2 separate regions of the Cyprinus carpio genome follow, and region 2 is linked to region 1. A link is a contact called in public Hi-C data. All regions are on one chromosome and are shown on one strand. The core of a region is the stretch at or near the end of the contact, and the rest is flanking DNA. Distances in the headings are between cores, read along the strand shown. Region 1 has its middle 7.3 kb from the start of LOC109105843. Region 2 holds the start of LOC109056314 (syndecan-2-B-like).

Region 1 (7,201 bases), core at 1,589-4,088:
ATATTTGTAGCAATATACCACATTGTTACCATTTTTTAAATAGTGAATTTCTGCCAGAGCTGAACCACCGAAATCATAGCTTTACATGGTTTTACAGTGTTTATAAACTTTTAATTAAAATAATTCCTATACACAGTTTTTGGTGTATTTTCTATATACTACAATATATTACACAAACTGTTTTCTGTTAGTGTGAACCCATGCCAGTTTTGGGCTAGTATGTAACAATAACCTTCATGTAACATTCATTTACCAAGTATATGGATAAGTAGATGTTTAAACCTATTTTTTTGTAGCAGAGATGTGGAAATATTTTATCACACTTTCAGATTGAGTTTCAGCTCCTCATACACTCCCCGATCAACTATGTTTCACACTGTGCTCATTAAAAATGCAGGTCTGCCTTGTTACACAGCCACACAGTTAGCTGGATATGTCAAAGTGACATGGCCAAAGGTCAGAGGTGGTGTGAGTGCACTGAGTCACTAGTGATGAGAAGAGTAAGATCACATGCTTCTGTCTCAAATCTCTTCTCTTTTTCACTCCCAAACACACTGCAGTTGCTCAGCTAAGATTTTTTTTTATCTAATTTTCAAAATTTGTGTTTAAATTTCCAGCTAAACAAATTAACCCTTTTCCCATTTATTTAGCATGTCTCGGTTTTTCAGTTATGTAGACTAAAAATAAGCTGCAAACCAAGGGGACAAAGTTTTGTGTCTTACAGTAGATGCTTGTTTCACTATGTGCTACATATAAGTGTAGTTTAAGCAGTGGTTTGGGGGGCAGGGGGATGTGGTTATAACTGCTGTCTCCCTCCTCTTCACAGTTAATTCCAGCACTAGCTTACAGACTTCTTGTCTTGATTGACCATTTGCGGTGGTGTAAATAATTACAGTAACCTCATGTAAATGATGCTCTCGGGATTGTGGTAAGTGATGCAGCTGGAATGATGGAGTGCATGATGAAGTTTCCATGTATTCATCCCTGACCCAAACTGTCCAGAGTTTGTGCCCTGCTCATGTTTAAATCCTTTAGAGTCTATGTAAAATACGACAATAAGAGAAAAGTTCACTCCAAAAATATCAATTCTGTCACTTGTTTTTCCCTGTCTTCCATCTAGAAGATTCAAGCTTTTTCTAAAGCATATGTATATTGATCTGAATTCTTTTACTCTTAATTTGAGAAACAGGTTTCGTATTCATCAAAGATCAGTGTACAATATGCAGTGTGTAAGAAGTTTGTTTGATGTAAACACAAGTGTTATGAAGATTCTGATTAATGATCAGACTTGGTGTAGATGTGGAGAGGCCTGGTGTAACAGTTCATTATATATTATATAAAAAAAAAAAAAAACACAAACAAACAAAAAAAACTTTGTTGGATCCTTTACAATCGAGCTATGCCAGAAGCTGCAAGATCAGCTCTCTGTGTGAACAACAAATTAAAGAAAAAAAAAGGCCAAAAGAGAGAATTGCAGCAAACTATGAATACAAATGAACACTTTAGGCATAGCCGTAAGTGATGGATAGCTCAGTATTTCCGGGGGTTTGATGAGTGCATTACAGTACATGCATAATTTCCATGCCAGGCAGAAACATAGCCTGGGCATCTTAGACATTGTATAAAAGCTTCTGCGAGGATTGAAATATACTGTATGCCACACTTTTATGAATTCATGATATGTTTACCTCCCAGCCTGGCTTTGCTGAGACAAGCTGTATTTTCTGAATGCAGATGTTTAGTATTTACATTTCAAAACACTTCCAGGAATGAATGATTCACATTGTCGTATATGCTCCTGTCATTTGAAACAAACATCTTTTATCTGCAATTATGTTCTTCTCTTGGCGGAAAGTAAACAAGATCCTTAAACAAGAAAAAAGAATGTTTCTGTCAGTAGGAAACATCTCCGTTACCTGGATCTCACCCTGCAGAATGTAAAGTTGAAGCTGTCTTGCACAGACTGTCTGTTTCATTCAGCTGGTCTGTTTCCGGGCTGATGAGTGGGTGGCACGCTGTGGATTTTCCGCTTCTGTTGTTAATGCTGCAGATCCTATCAGTTTCTGGAACAGGAAACATTATTCCAGTGTTTCATTGAGCAAAAATGCATAAATATTTATGGTGTGTTTCTTGCAAATCCCTTAATATCCAAATATGGCAAATCATGTATTCATCATAGTTTTGTATCACATCACACTTCTGTATGACTAAGAAGGTCTGTGTGCCAACAGTAACTAATTTCCCCACAGGTTTTTTTTTTTTTTTTCCTGTCTTTGAAGACATGCTTCAGGACCCTTTGAAACAATTAAAGAGAAAAATGTCACTGGGTGAAATGATATAGAAATGTTTACAGTCTTAGAATAAAGTATTTTAGGGCTTATGGATGATGTTGTGTACAACACCACCATAGACATTTAATCAAATTTAGTGGTCGGTCAATGTAGCTTTTCAACAGAAAGACTGATTTTTTTTTATTTGTATTTGTCCACGCTGTGATCTGTGCTCAAACCTCATCCCAGTCTACACAACTGGGCTCTTCTCAAACCATTTCTAAGGATTCTCTTTTCATTTCAATACATTTCATGCATCGAATGCGGTTTGCATTTGATTGACTTCAATCTATAGCATCTGTCCTCCATGTTTCCTTCAATGTAAAATGGCTATATAGATAAACACGGCTGAATTGTACAGCCAAATCAAGCTGGAGGCAGGTGTATTATGGCCCTGTCACCATGTTACTTCAGTTTTTCGCAAACATCTCCTCGTGTTACCCTCCATTCCCTTCAACCGCCTGTCAGCTTCATGCAAATAATCGCTTAGACCTTTCACGGAAGGCTTTTTATATGTAAATCTACTCTGAATCATCTGCGTTTCTCTTTGTAAACATGTTTTATCTGTTGGTTCATCAGTTTATAAGATCCCTGTATAGAATGGTCTCATTATGCGGAAGCTTGAAAAACCACATATATTGTGGTTATTTGAGATAGGCCTATGCTATATGGCCTTTTTAGGGAACGTCTCGGTTACGTACGTAACCCTCGTTCACGTTATGTCGTGACATCAGGACAAAACTCGTAGTGACCGACAGATAGGGAACTGATTTCCGTGACGGAGTAAATTATAAAGCAGTTTATGGCGACATCTAGTGAATGAGTTAGAAAACAACAAGGGCTTTGTATGAAAAACATTGGGTCTAAATATTTGTTAGATTATCAACATACTTTCAGAGAAATATGAATGTGCTTAGGTGTAATTAAATTACATCAATTAATGATGGATTTATGGCTAAATGTTAAGAATTTTTGTCTACTTCTTTTAGTTTTGAAGCTGTTTTTTTTTTTTTGCTCAAGGTTGTAAATTGGTGGTTCTTAGGAACAGAAATTAATGCTGACATTTCTGCAAACCTTCTCTTTTTATTTACTGTATATTGTTAAAGAATAATGCTCCTGTAAAAGGATTGTGATCTTAAGGTGATACAATGATATAAAGTCAACAAACGTATGATGAAATAATGCAGAAAACAATTTGTCCTTGACGTAAACTTGAACTTGAAATGATGAAAACATACATTACAAAATGTAAATATACAAGGTCTTTTGTATGTTATGCAACATAAATCTAAATTCATATAAATAAAAAAGCTATTTTATACAAATAAAAAGGCATTATTTGCGCATTTGAAAAAAAAAAAAGACATCTAAAATTAGCATAAAATAAAGTTACTAATTTTAGAGTACACTTTAAGCTTTTACACATGGCTAGATTTTTTTTGTAATGTATTTAAGAAAAACAGTAATAGGCTATTTTAGATTAGTTTAGATTCAGTTACTAAAAAAGCTGGTCATACTAAAACGTTTAAATTGAAAAACACTTCAAGTGCCTTAATGTAGAAACAGTGATACAGTGTAAACACCTGCATACTTTATATAGGCAAGCAGATGATCCCGCAATATGAACGCAATAAATTGTGATACTTTGCGCATTGGGTTTATATTTTGTGTCTATCTGCTTGCCTGTAAAAAAAAGTGCATTATCAATAACGTATACTGAATATGGCCTTTCAGTAACACTGTTTTAATACATTAATAGCCTACTTAATACAAACTCTGTAAAAAAAAAAAGTGGAGTAAGGTTTGTTTTGATGTCACATGAAAATTATGAATTTATCGTTCAGATCAGTGATGATGAAAGGTGAGTAATAGGAACTGTTCTTCTTTATCTCTCCAGCAGAGGGCAGTGTTGGATATTACATGTGTGACAGCTGACATCAAAATGTGCATTAGTTTGCATTATATCTGCGTGCGTACTGATGTTTCTTTGCCTACGGTTTTGTTTGTAAAACGTCTGTAAACATATTGGTTCAGGTCTGTAGATTGCACACAATCTGATCTTTTAGACATGCCTCTTATCAGTGTTTTTTAGTAAGTGTCTTGACTTTTTAGCTTAAGCTAATCATAGTTTTCCTTAATAACCAGTGCTAACTCTCCTGTTTCTATTATAAGACAAATGATAGACAAACTGGGATATCCTGTACACAATATTTAAACATTAGACTGTGACGTAAACTATTTTTGTAGGGGGGAAAACACAAAAAAACTCAGAATTATATTTTTACTTCCAGTTGATGTGATTTCATTTGCCTTACATTGATGACTCTCCTGTCGCTATTATGATAGACAGCTGAAAACAATGAATGTCATTCAAAATAATTTTAGACAAAATAGGATATACTTTACACAATATTTAAACAGCTGACATTTTTTTTAGTATTAGGCCTAAACCTGCAAACGGGTTTCCATTTTATCACTTCCAAATCCAACGTCCTGAAGTTTTTAGTCTACAGAGGTTGTTGGTGATGTCTTTGAAATAAATACTAAGAGAATTGTTGGACGTCATGGGATCATGGTTTATAACCTACATTTGGTTATTGTATTTAGGATTCAAATTTCATAAAATTTAGAGAAGTTCATGATGATGAACAAAACGTATAAGAATCATAAACTTTTGTTGGTTACTACTTTTGGCGGTGTTTTGTTGAAGGAACCAGGGTGCAAAAATACGTCATCACTGCAGCACAGTGCTATTCTCATATCTAATGTAAGAAGAAATCTACCTGTTATACTCTTTCAGACTGCAAATTTATACAAGGACTGTGTTTGATGTGGTTGGAGATTTTCTGTAGATTTTTATTACATCTGTCAACTGAGTTGAAACCTGAGAAGTATGAGATGAAACCGGAGTTTCTTGTTCACATACAATCTGATAACAGAGTGACCATATCAGAAAACAAGTACTGTAAATTTAGATGCTTGTTGTTATACTCTTTCTTAATGCAGAAAGTATAGACACATTTCCTATGAGTAAACATATGCAGGGCTACCAAAGAAAATGTCAGTTAAAATATATTTAGTTCATGGCCCTTAACTTTCCATTTCATCCAGGAAACTAGAGTTGTGAAAGTTATTAACGCACAGATAAAAGATGTAGGCCTGTAATATGGCCTCTAAGACAGGATGAAGTGCAGACAACAGACTGTCCTCTGTGACCATCAGAAGAATTACAAAGCCAAATGGTTGAAGAAGTGTATCGCTCCGCATTAAGCTACTTTGACAGCTAACCCAGAAAACTCCATCTGACCCTGAGAATTCAGGGGATTGAATGAACAAAAAACAAGAAAATAGCTCAGTAGCTCCTTTAGAAGTGTGAGTCTCTAGTCACTTTATATAAGATGATGATACGTGAAGTATTATATCCTGCTGTCACATTCTCACAGCAACACACCAGAATCCTGATGGAATAATGGCCAATTGTGAAACCTTGTTTTTGTTATACTGAGTCAGTTTGGATATGGATACCAAACATATTGGTTGTCACACTTAATACAACTTTTCAGCTTTGATTGTTTTCCAAACATTTATTTTGTTTCATAGGTCAAAGAACAGGAGACATGTAACTGAAATAATTTTTCAAGTCCTGAAATAGTTTATTAATTACACTGGGCATGCCACCAATGACACACATTACAGTAAAAGTTTTTTTTATTTTTTTATGCAGGATAGCTTTCAGGTTCTGAGAGTGATTATTAGAAGAATTATAGCAATGTAAAACCCATTGCCTCTTACTGACATTAAAACATCACAAAAACATCTGTTTATGTTACAATATTTAATGTTTAATCATTTATAATGATAATGTTTGAGACTGCAATAGAATATTTTACTAGGTTTAATGACAAAGATGTAAAAGTGGCCATACTGTAAAATATTGTTTAAAGGAATTTTAGGGTTTTTCATTAGTGCTAAATCCAAACATTTATTTCTCAGATTTATTTAGTTTTGCTCAGTATTAAAGGGATAAGTGATTTGTTCCAAACCTGCATGAGCTTCTTTCTTCTGTTAAACACAAAAGATGATATTTTGCAGAATGTTGGTAATCAAACAGTTGATAGTAGCCTTTGACTTTCACTGTATTTTTCTTCCCCATGGAATGGCTACTGTCAACTTTATTTATTAAAATTGTTCCTGTCACGGTGCAGGGTGCCTTCTCAGCTTCCCCTGCGGTCTGTGTTGTCCTGTCTGTTCGGTAGCTCGTGGTCTGGACAATCAGCGCTGATCGTGGCGGGGGTGCGCAGATCACGAGCTGATTCTTCCCCACCTGTCGCTCGTCCCCAGCTCACTTATATGTTTCTGCCTCTCTGTCTGTCGTCATGAGTAGATTGTTTTGTCTTTGCCCGTGTTTTGTGTGGTGTTCAAGCTTCATTCTCACCTTCTGTTTTCCTGTCTAAGGATCCCTAGTTCGGAGATCCGGCAGCGCGAGTGGTCCGCAGTGTGCCGGCCAGCTCGGAGATCTCTGTGTATGCCAGAGCATTTAATTATTGTTTATGTTATTTTGTGTTTTGTGGCGAGAATAAAGATTCTCCTTTTCCCTACTCTGCATCTGAGTCCTCTGTCTAGCCCGCACCCTGACAGTTCCTATACTGAATCTTAACATGTAACAGGTTTTACATGGAAACGTCTAGGGTTACACGTGTAACCTTGGTTTCCCTGAGGGAACGAGACACTGTGTTGAACGCTATGGGGAACGCCCTCTGCATGACCACACTCTGAATCACGTGTAATCAGCCCAATGGAAAGGCAAGACGTCATAGGCAAGTGACGTCATCGACCAGGAAGCTTAAAAGCACGTGCGGAAGTGCAGCAAT
Region 2 (7,201 bases), core at 3,230-5,729, 83 kb before region 1:
CCTCATCGATGATTCTGAAAGTGTCATCTTCATTAACCTGGACAGGTACTGTACCGGCAGCAGACATAATGCTTTTAACTGCACTAAGGCAACTGAATCATGATTGAAATTACGTAATTATTTTTTTTTATTTAACTGAAAGAACAGATTTATATGCAGATCATACGCCTCAAGGGAACAGTTCACCCAGAAATGAAAAGTTGTCTTTTGTTTTTCATAAAAAAGTAAAAAGTTTTACAATTAAGAAGTTATGGGTGTCACTTTTAATTTCATCTGTTATTTACAGTCTGTTTTTAAAGCATTTCGGGCAAAAATGTTGTTTTTTCATGCGCTGGTCAGTTTTGAGATTTCAGGCAATTTTGCTTGCATAACTTGTCTTCTTTTAGACATAAAAAAATGCACATTTAAGTGTTATTTATTACACTTTATCTATTTGTGTCTTGATTTCAGTTACGATTCATATCTTTAAAGGCCATTTTATTAAAATTTGTTTTTATCCCGCACTGGGCCAGAAATCTCCACTTTTGTAGCACTTACTTACCTCAGACTTTACAAATTTATTCCTATCTATATTCTGAAGGTTGTATAGAGGTTTGTTCATCTGGTGACAACAGTTTCTCATTTAAAGTGATTTAAAAGAGATATCCTGAATCTTGTCTGTGAAAACCATTAACATTAAAGGTGCACTAAGCGATTTTTGCCAATGTTGACATTTGAATTAAGCACCAAAACAAACACGCCAATACCCCAAAAGGACCTCGGCCCTATTTTGATATCTCCGCCCCACACGTACGTGGCATAACGATGATCGTGGAAACAAGCGAAGATGATACAAGCATATTAAAAAAAAACCAACACAAATAAGTTGTGTGAAATAATGCAAAATAAACCTTACTCGCCTATCAAAATGAAACAACGCAACCTCAGCGTCCGATTCAAGCCCTTCCTGCTCCTTGAGTTCTCTCCACTGCTGGAAACTGCTCCGATATTTACGTGGGTCATACCTCTTGCCTGATCGTAACCCTTCTTTTTAATGTTTTGTTCCTCTGATATTTTCCTGTTTTTTTTTTTTTTTTTTCTCTCTATCTATAGTCAATCTGCTAATATCTGTCCTGTACACTCATATTGAGCACTCTCTTCTCGCTTTCATTACAAGACACTCCCCCTTACTGCTGATTGGCTGGTTATTTTGCTGTTATTAGTGCACCTTTAAATGTCAACAAAATGGAAAAACTAATTTTTCAAGGTTTCATCCAGTGTTCAGATTTTTGTTCTGGAAATTTATGAAAATTGGGACATTTTTATTTGTGCATACTTAATTTAATGTTTGCATATTTAAACACGACATTTCAGAAAACTTGTAATGCTGCAAAATAATTATCTTTAAGGGATAGTTCACCCAAAAAAGTCAATTGTCATGAATTACTCACCCTCATGTCGTTCCAAACCCATAAGACCTTCATTCATCTTCAGAAGACAAATTAAGGCCCGTTTACACAACAGCGGTTTAGTTTTTAAACGCATGACCTTCGCTAAGGTTATGCCAGTCGTTTACACTACTCTGGCATTTTCAAAACCTTCGAAAACGGAGACTTTTGAAAAAGCTGCAGACCCTGTTTTAGTTTGAAAACTCCGGGGTTGAGTTTCAGTGTAAACAGACCAAAACAGAGACTTTTGAAAATGATGGCGTTTTCAAGTAACCATGTAAAAAATAACCGTTTACACAACAGCGGTTTAGTTTTTAAAGGGAATAGGGATTAGGGAATCTACCTATACATATCTATGGTTGTACCTGCATCAGTGGTCATGTGACATGTGTTTCGGTTGTGTAGTGTAGACAGATCGTTTCTGAATCTCAGTGAAAACGCCGGTGTACGCTAGGATCGTTTTCATTTTAAAACACCGTTTTATAACAAAAACACACTAGTGTAAATGGGGCCTAAGATGTTTTTGATGAAATCTGAGAGCTCTGTGACCCTGATGTCACATGGGCTGTTTTACTGATGTTCTTACTATGTTTCGGGGTCTAGGAACATTTCAGTTGCATTGCTGTCTATGCAGGGTCACAGATCTCTCAGATTTCATCAAAAATACCTTTATTTGTCTTCAGAAGATGAACGGAGGTCTTACAGGTTTGGAAAGACATGAGGAAGAGTAATTAATGAGAATTTTCGTTTTGGGGTGACCCATCCCTTTAATGTACTGTGATTAACTGGGGAAATATAATGATAACTATAATTGAAAACTAATTAAGTTAAAATTTCACTCTGTTCACAAGTGCTGTGTTGCTTTAAATTGTCTTTAGCCACCGTAATGTCATGATGCGACTGAACCTCCAGCTCACCATGGGAACCTTCTCGCTCTCTTTATTTGGTCTGATGGGTGTGGCTTTTGGAATGAATTTAGAATCTTCTTTTGAAGAGGTTGGTACCATTTTACTACAGTTTACTGTTTTATTACCGTGTACCAGTTTACTTCAGTTGTTATAGCCAGCATTGTGTACAGTGTTATCAGTCTGTTTGAGTACATGTTGTTTATTGACCCTCATTGATTTGTGTGTGTGTAGGACCCGCGTGTGTTCTGGTTAGTGACAGGGTTCATGTTCCTGGGCAGTGGACTCATCTGGAGAAGACTTCTCTCTTTTCTGGGACGGCATTTAGAACCCAGCTCTCCACCTCCTGTACGTAACACTCATAATACTCCTCCATGTGTACCATTATAATGATGATTGTAACTTCTTTTTTTTTTGTCTTTTCACAGATTCCCCCTGTTTGGAGGAAAAACCAAATTGGCACCTTAAAAGCAACAGACATTAAACCTGGAGTTAGATGACAGGAGAGTGACTGCTGCTTTTTAAATATTTTTTCCCTCCTTCTCCATATCTTTTATGCATACTGTATTTTTCAGTATCATGTCCCACTCACCTCAGTCTAATTTAAAATTGACATTTATGTATTCAGGTGTATCATGTAGACACAGTTTTTATTTTGCTATGAGATATTTGTCTTGAGGTTTTGGAATAATCTCTGTATTTATTGTTGTAAATATCATTGACATAATGAAATACATCAGATACGTTTTGAGTGTAAAGACCAAATTATCTATATTACCACTAACTCAATTTCCCTGCTTACACTTAAAAACATGTTTATGAATACATACCTTTGATAAAACATTCATTTGTTGTGGGCTCTTTATTTTAGGCATATAGAATAAAAAATTTGATCTTTTTTGAGTACTAATGCACTTGTGTATACATTATTCAAACTTTGAGTTCTTATTAAAATACGTTGAACCTCTATTTGCATGAAAAGTGCTCTTTAAATGAAGTGTATAATGCATTATGTAAAGTGTGTTTGTACTTAGCTTTTATCAGGACAGAACAGCAGGGGGAGATAAAACCCCACTACAACAGTTCATTCCACTCAGTATTTTTATTCCCCAAAATACTCACACAGATAGGTTGTATATCCCAGAAGACAACATTACGAACATCCTATTACTAATGAAAAATCTTTTCGCGTTCCAAAAATAACAAAATCTACAGGGGAAAAAAATACAAAAATTAAACGTGTTTTAAAGTGTAGAAATGACAATGACTGATCAACTATATTTTGAGCTAAAATTACAGGACTGTTAGTGTTACTACCGTAGGGACATGACAAATATGGGATAACATTCAAACAATACAAAAAGATTTCAAAATCTTTCATTTTGTTTTTCTGTTGTTGGGCAGTGGTGGATGATAGGTTATTATAGCAACAGTTGCTACAAAATAAATAAAAACAATAGCAACTATGATAAACTGTACATTTTATTAAACTTTTAGCTCTGCCTGAATGGGTTTGCAATTGGGAATTCGATTTATATAGTCAATGTAAAGTAGTGCTAGATAGTTTATAGTTGGTGAATGTGAAAATTATTTAACTTGTGTTCATTTAAATTCTAAATAAACACATTCAAATGACATTTCTTTTTCTTTTTTAATATTTATTACAACAGAAGTAGATAGATAGATAAGCTTAGAGGACAAAAAGTCCTTCGAATGTTGTTTCGGAGTCGGACAAAAACGTTGAGAACCACTTGTCTAAAGTGGTAGACTCTCCTAGACCAACAACAAAGTAGTAACCAGCTTATCATATCAGTTTGAAATGGTGTTTTGAATTTTTTTTTCCCTGGACCAGAAAAAAACAGCTCCGTCTACTAACTTGGACCAGCTACCACGCTCCAAACAGCTAATTTAACAACACTGACGTTCTTCATTTGGCAGAAGTCTGTCTCGAAGCCAAGTAATTCACACATAGACAACATTTTGACCGGAAATTCCGACAGAATGATGTTCATGTTGACAGTTTACTAGGTTTTGAGACAAAACCTCTTACTGGTCCAAGTATTCGTCAACAGTGACGAGATGATTTTATTTATATATTTGTTTTTTTCTCTCTCTCTCTCTCTCTCTGTATTTTTTTATTTCTTATTTATCTCTCTCATCCTCTGTCTGAGCAAAGCCGGTCTGCCTCACATGGACCCGAGACTTTAACATCGCATCAACACTCTCTCAGCAGTTCCCTTTTGGAAACACAAAAGAGAAGTTTGATCAGGTGGAGCCAAATATCTCTTCAAAAGGATCTTGCGTGTGTGTTTCAGCTGAAGCTGTAAAAGCGCGAAGAGAGCGGCTGGTTTCAGGAGCGCAGACGAGTGCCATCCTACGGTTTCTTTGCAAAAGACTTCCTAAGAGGAATAATGAGGAACATTTGGATATTCCTGACACTTTCAGCAGCTGTATGCTTGTCCAGCGACAAGGTGAGTTTAAGCAGAGTTCTTGTTGTTACTTTTGTTGATTGTGTATAGGCTACATTCTTCCTATACGTGGCATATCATAAACATGTTATGATGGACATATTAGATGCATAATGTATATTATCAGTATTTAATTAATTTAAATCACTCTTAATATGCATCTTTTAGTACAGCAAGAGTTAGAACTTGGTCCTGGCAAGATTTGTAAAACCCATCATGATCATAACATGATGTGTATGATATTAGAGTGATGATGCTCATCATTTTACAGGGATGGGATGTCCCAACGTCTGGAAAGTGTTTTGAAGAGACTCCTGAGAAAGTTACAGTACACTAAACTTTGATAACAATTGCATTTCCATCTCAGAAGATTCACTTGAAATTTCATGTCACTTTATAAATGTATTGGTCTTCCGGAGCTCATATCCATGTGTCCCCCAGAGACAAATTTTAGTTGAAACCTGATCTCCTTCTGAGAGAACCTCAATGTTTCTCAGCCAGTTTTATGCTCTAAAAATTCAGATGAGTTGACTTCTTCCACTTCTGAAATCGAAAACCACTGTAGTGTCACAAATGAAATTCAGATAAAGACGTGAGTAAACAGTTTCAGAGCACCGTGTTAGCTTTTTTTTATTATTGAGAATTTCAGTTCCTCCTTATCAGAGTTTGTTCTTATCTGCAGGACTCACTATTATTTGTGCGATCTAGGCTGTAGAGCAACGCAGTACATCGATTCCCAATTGCAACACTGCTTTCAAAGTGTTGTCAAGCAATTTGCAGGTTGCCTCAGGACACAGATCTGTATGTGTTAATTACCTTTAGCTCTCAACTGTGATGAAGCCCATCACAAAGAAGCAATAAAATCAAGCCACCGCAGTGTAATTTTACAGGAAGACATTTGGAAGTTGTTAAAAGCCTTTGTGTTGGTCTGGCTGGTACCTTGTTTATTGATTTGTTGTGTGAGTGAAGCAACTGCCCTCATGTTTTCAGTACATTCTGAAATAAGTCCATCCTCTCGCTTTCATTTTTTAACCTTAGCGATGGTTTTACAAACTCTTTAGTTTGCACCACATTCAGTTTTATCAGTGCTACTCATTCATGGTGATGCTCATCAATATTTAAGCATTATCCAATCTGTTTCTGAAGGTGACATTTATTTCTGGATTCTGTCTATTGATGCTGTGCTTCAATATTTTGTAATTGAAATGAGAAGTTAAAAGGTTAATAGGTCATTTTAGAGATAATGAAATTAATATGAAAACGATAGTAAGTGGCTCCTCACTGGCTTTCATTCCATGTTTCTTTTCATTTCATTCCATTTTGAACGTTTTTCAGGGTTCAGTTCCTCAACAGTGAGCATTCTCATAAGTCCTCAAAGCCACAAATCTGGTCTGACTTGGAAACAGCCAAAATGTAACAGCATAACTACTCAATTACACCAGTTAACATTTTAAGAAATAAAGAAATAAACAAAAGTAAAAAAAAATTCAGCTGCCTCTAGGGCAAACAGCACCGGTGTGACTAAGTGTTGATAACAGATTATGTGATTGCCCTTTCTTGTTGTGCTGTTCCACAAAATAATGTCATCGTAACATGATGTAACCAAACAGTAACTGTATCCATTGCCAAGACAACGTGTTATGACAGACGTATGATGACTGTGCTGACGCCTCATTCATGGACGTAAACAGACTCCCACTCAGAACACCTGTGTGCACTTCTAGCAGAGCGAGTGTGTGAACAATATTTGTGTGCTGACAGCATTTACAATCTTTGTGTGTGTGTGTGTGTGTGTGTGTGTGTGTGTGTGTGGAAACTGTAACAGAATGGAATCTAATGCAAATTTGATCTGAATTTCTGATCCCTTCAATTAGCTTAGTAAATTGAATATTTTTGAGGGAAAGTTTTTGTGAGGTAGGAGCCTGTGAATTTTTAATTGGATTACATTACATTACTATCTATCTATCTGTCTGTCTATCTATCTGTCTATCTATCTATCTATCTATCTATCTATCTATCTATCTATCTATCTATCTATCTATCTATCTATCTATCTATCTATCTATCCGTTTATCTCTGTCTGTCAGTCTCTCTCTCTCTCTCTCTCTCTTTCTGTCTGTCTGTCTGTCTGTCTCTCTCTTTCTGTCTCTCTGTCTCTGTTTATTCATTTTTAGTGGTGAATCCTGCAACAGGCAGTCATTACAGTGAAAAGAATACATAGCCGGGGGAGGGACAAGTGAAAAAAACAGAGAGAGATAGCGAGTGGGGAGACTTTGGGCTCAGTGGTGTGGAAGTGTGAATAACACGTAACAGTAAAACCCCACAGTGCAAACTACTATAGAACCCTTAATAAACTCCATTCAGAGTTTACACCAGTATTCTGGCCTCTTTGCTTATTTTA

Evidence for each region. Hi-C and Micro-C count contacts between places; a contact is called where the count stands out from the background.
Region 2: a Hi-C map of liver shows a contact between it and region 1, with 10 times the contacts expected there. The contact joins the promoter of LOC109056314 here to the enhancer-like site in region 1. A contact is called at or near these places in 4 of 8 Hi-C or Micro-C datasets (liver and skeletal muscle).

What each region holds. Positions count from the first base shown.
Region 1 is chrB16:8,513,093-8,520,293 of ASM1834038v1, reverse strand. No RefSeq gene overlaps it. Among protein-coding and RNA genes, the nearest start is that of LOC109105843, 7.3 kb to the right of the region's middle. Within about 2 kb of position 2,838, at least 1 of the 8 cell types and tissues checked has an H3K27ac peak or open chromatin away from gene starts, as enhancers often do. A contact at or near this core is called in liver, where this site is marked.
Region 2 is chrB16:8,597,461-8,604,661 of ASM1834038v1, reverse strand. LOC109056314 (syndecan-2-B-like) reads left to right here and starts at 4,479. Exons shown (of 5, transcript XM_042740518.1): 1 at 4,479-4,803. The coding sequence starts at 4,744. It overlaps LOC109104627 (magnesium transporter MRS2 homolog, mitochondrial-like), which reads left to right. Exons shown (of 12, transcript XM_042740521.1): 9 at 1-45; 10 at 2,306-2,423; 11 at 2,567-2,680; 12 at 2,761-3,175. The coding sequence ends at 2,832.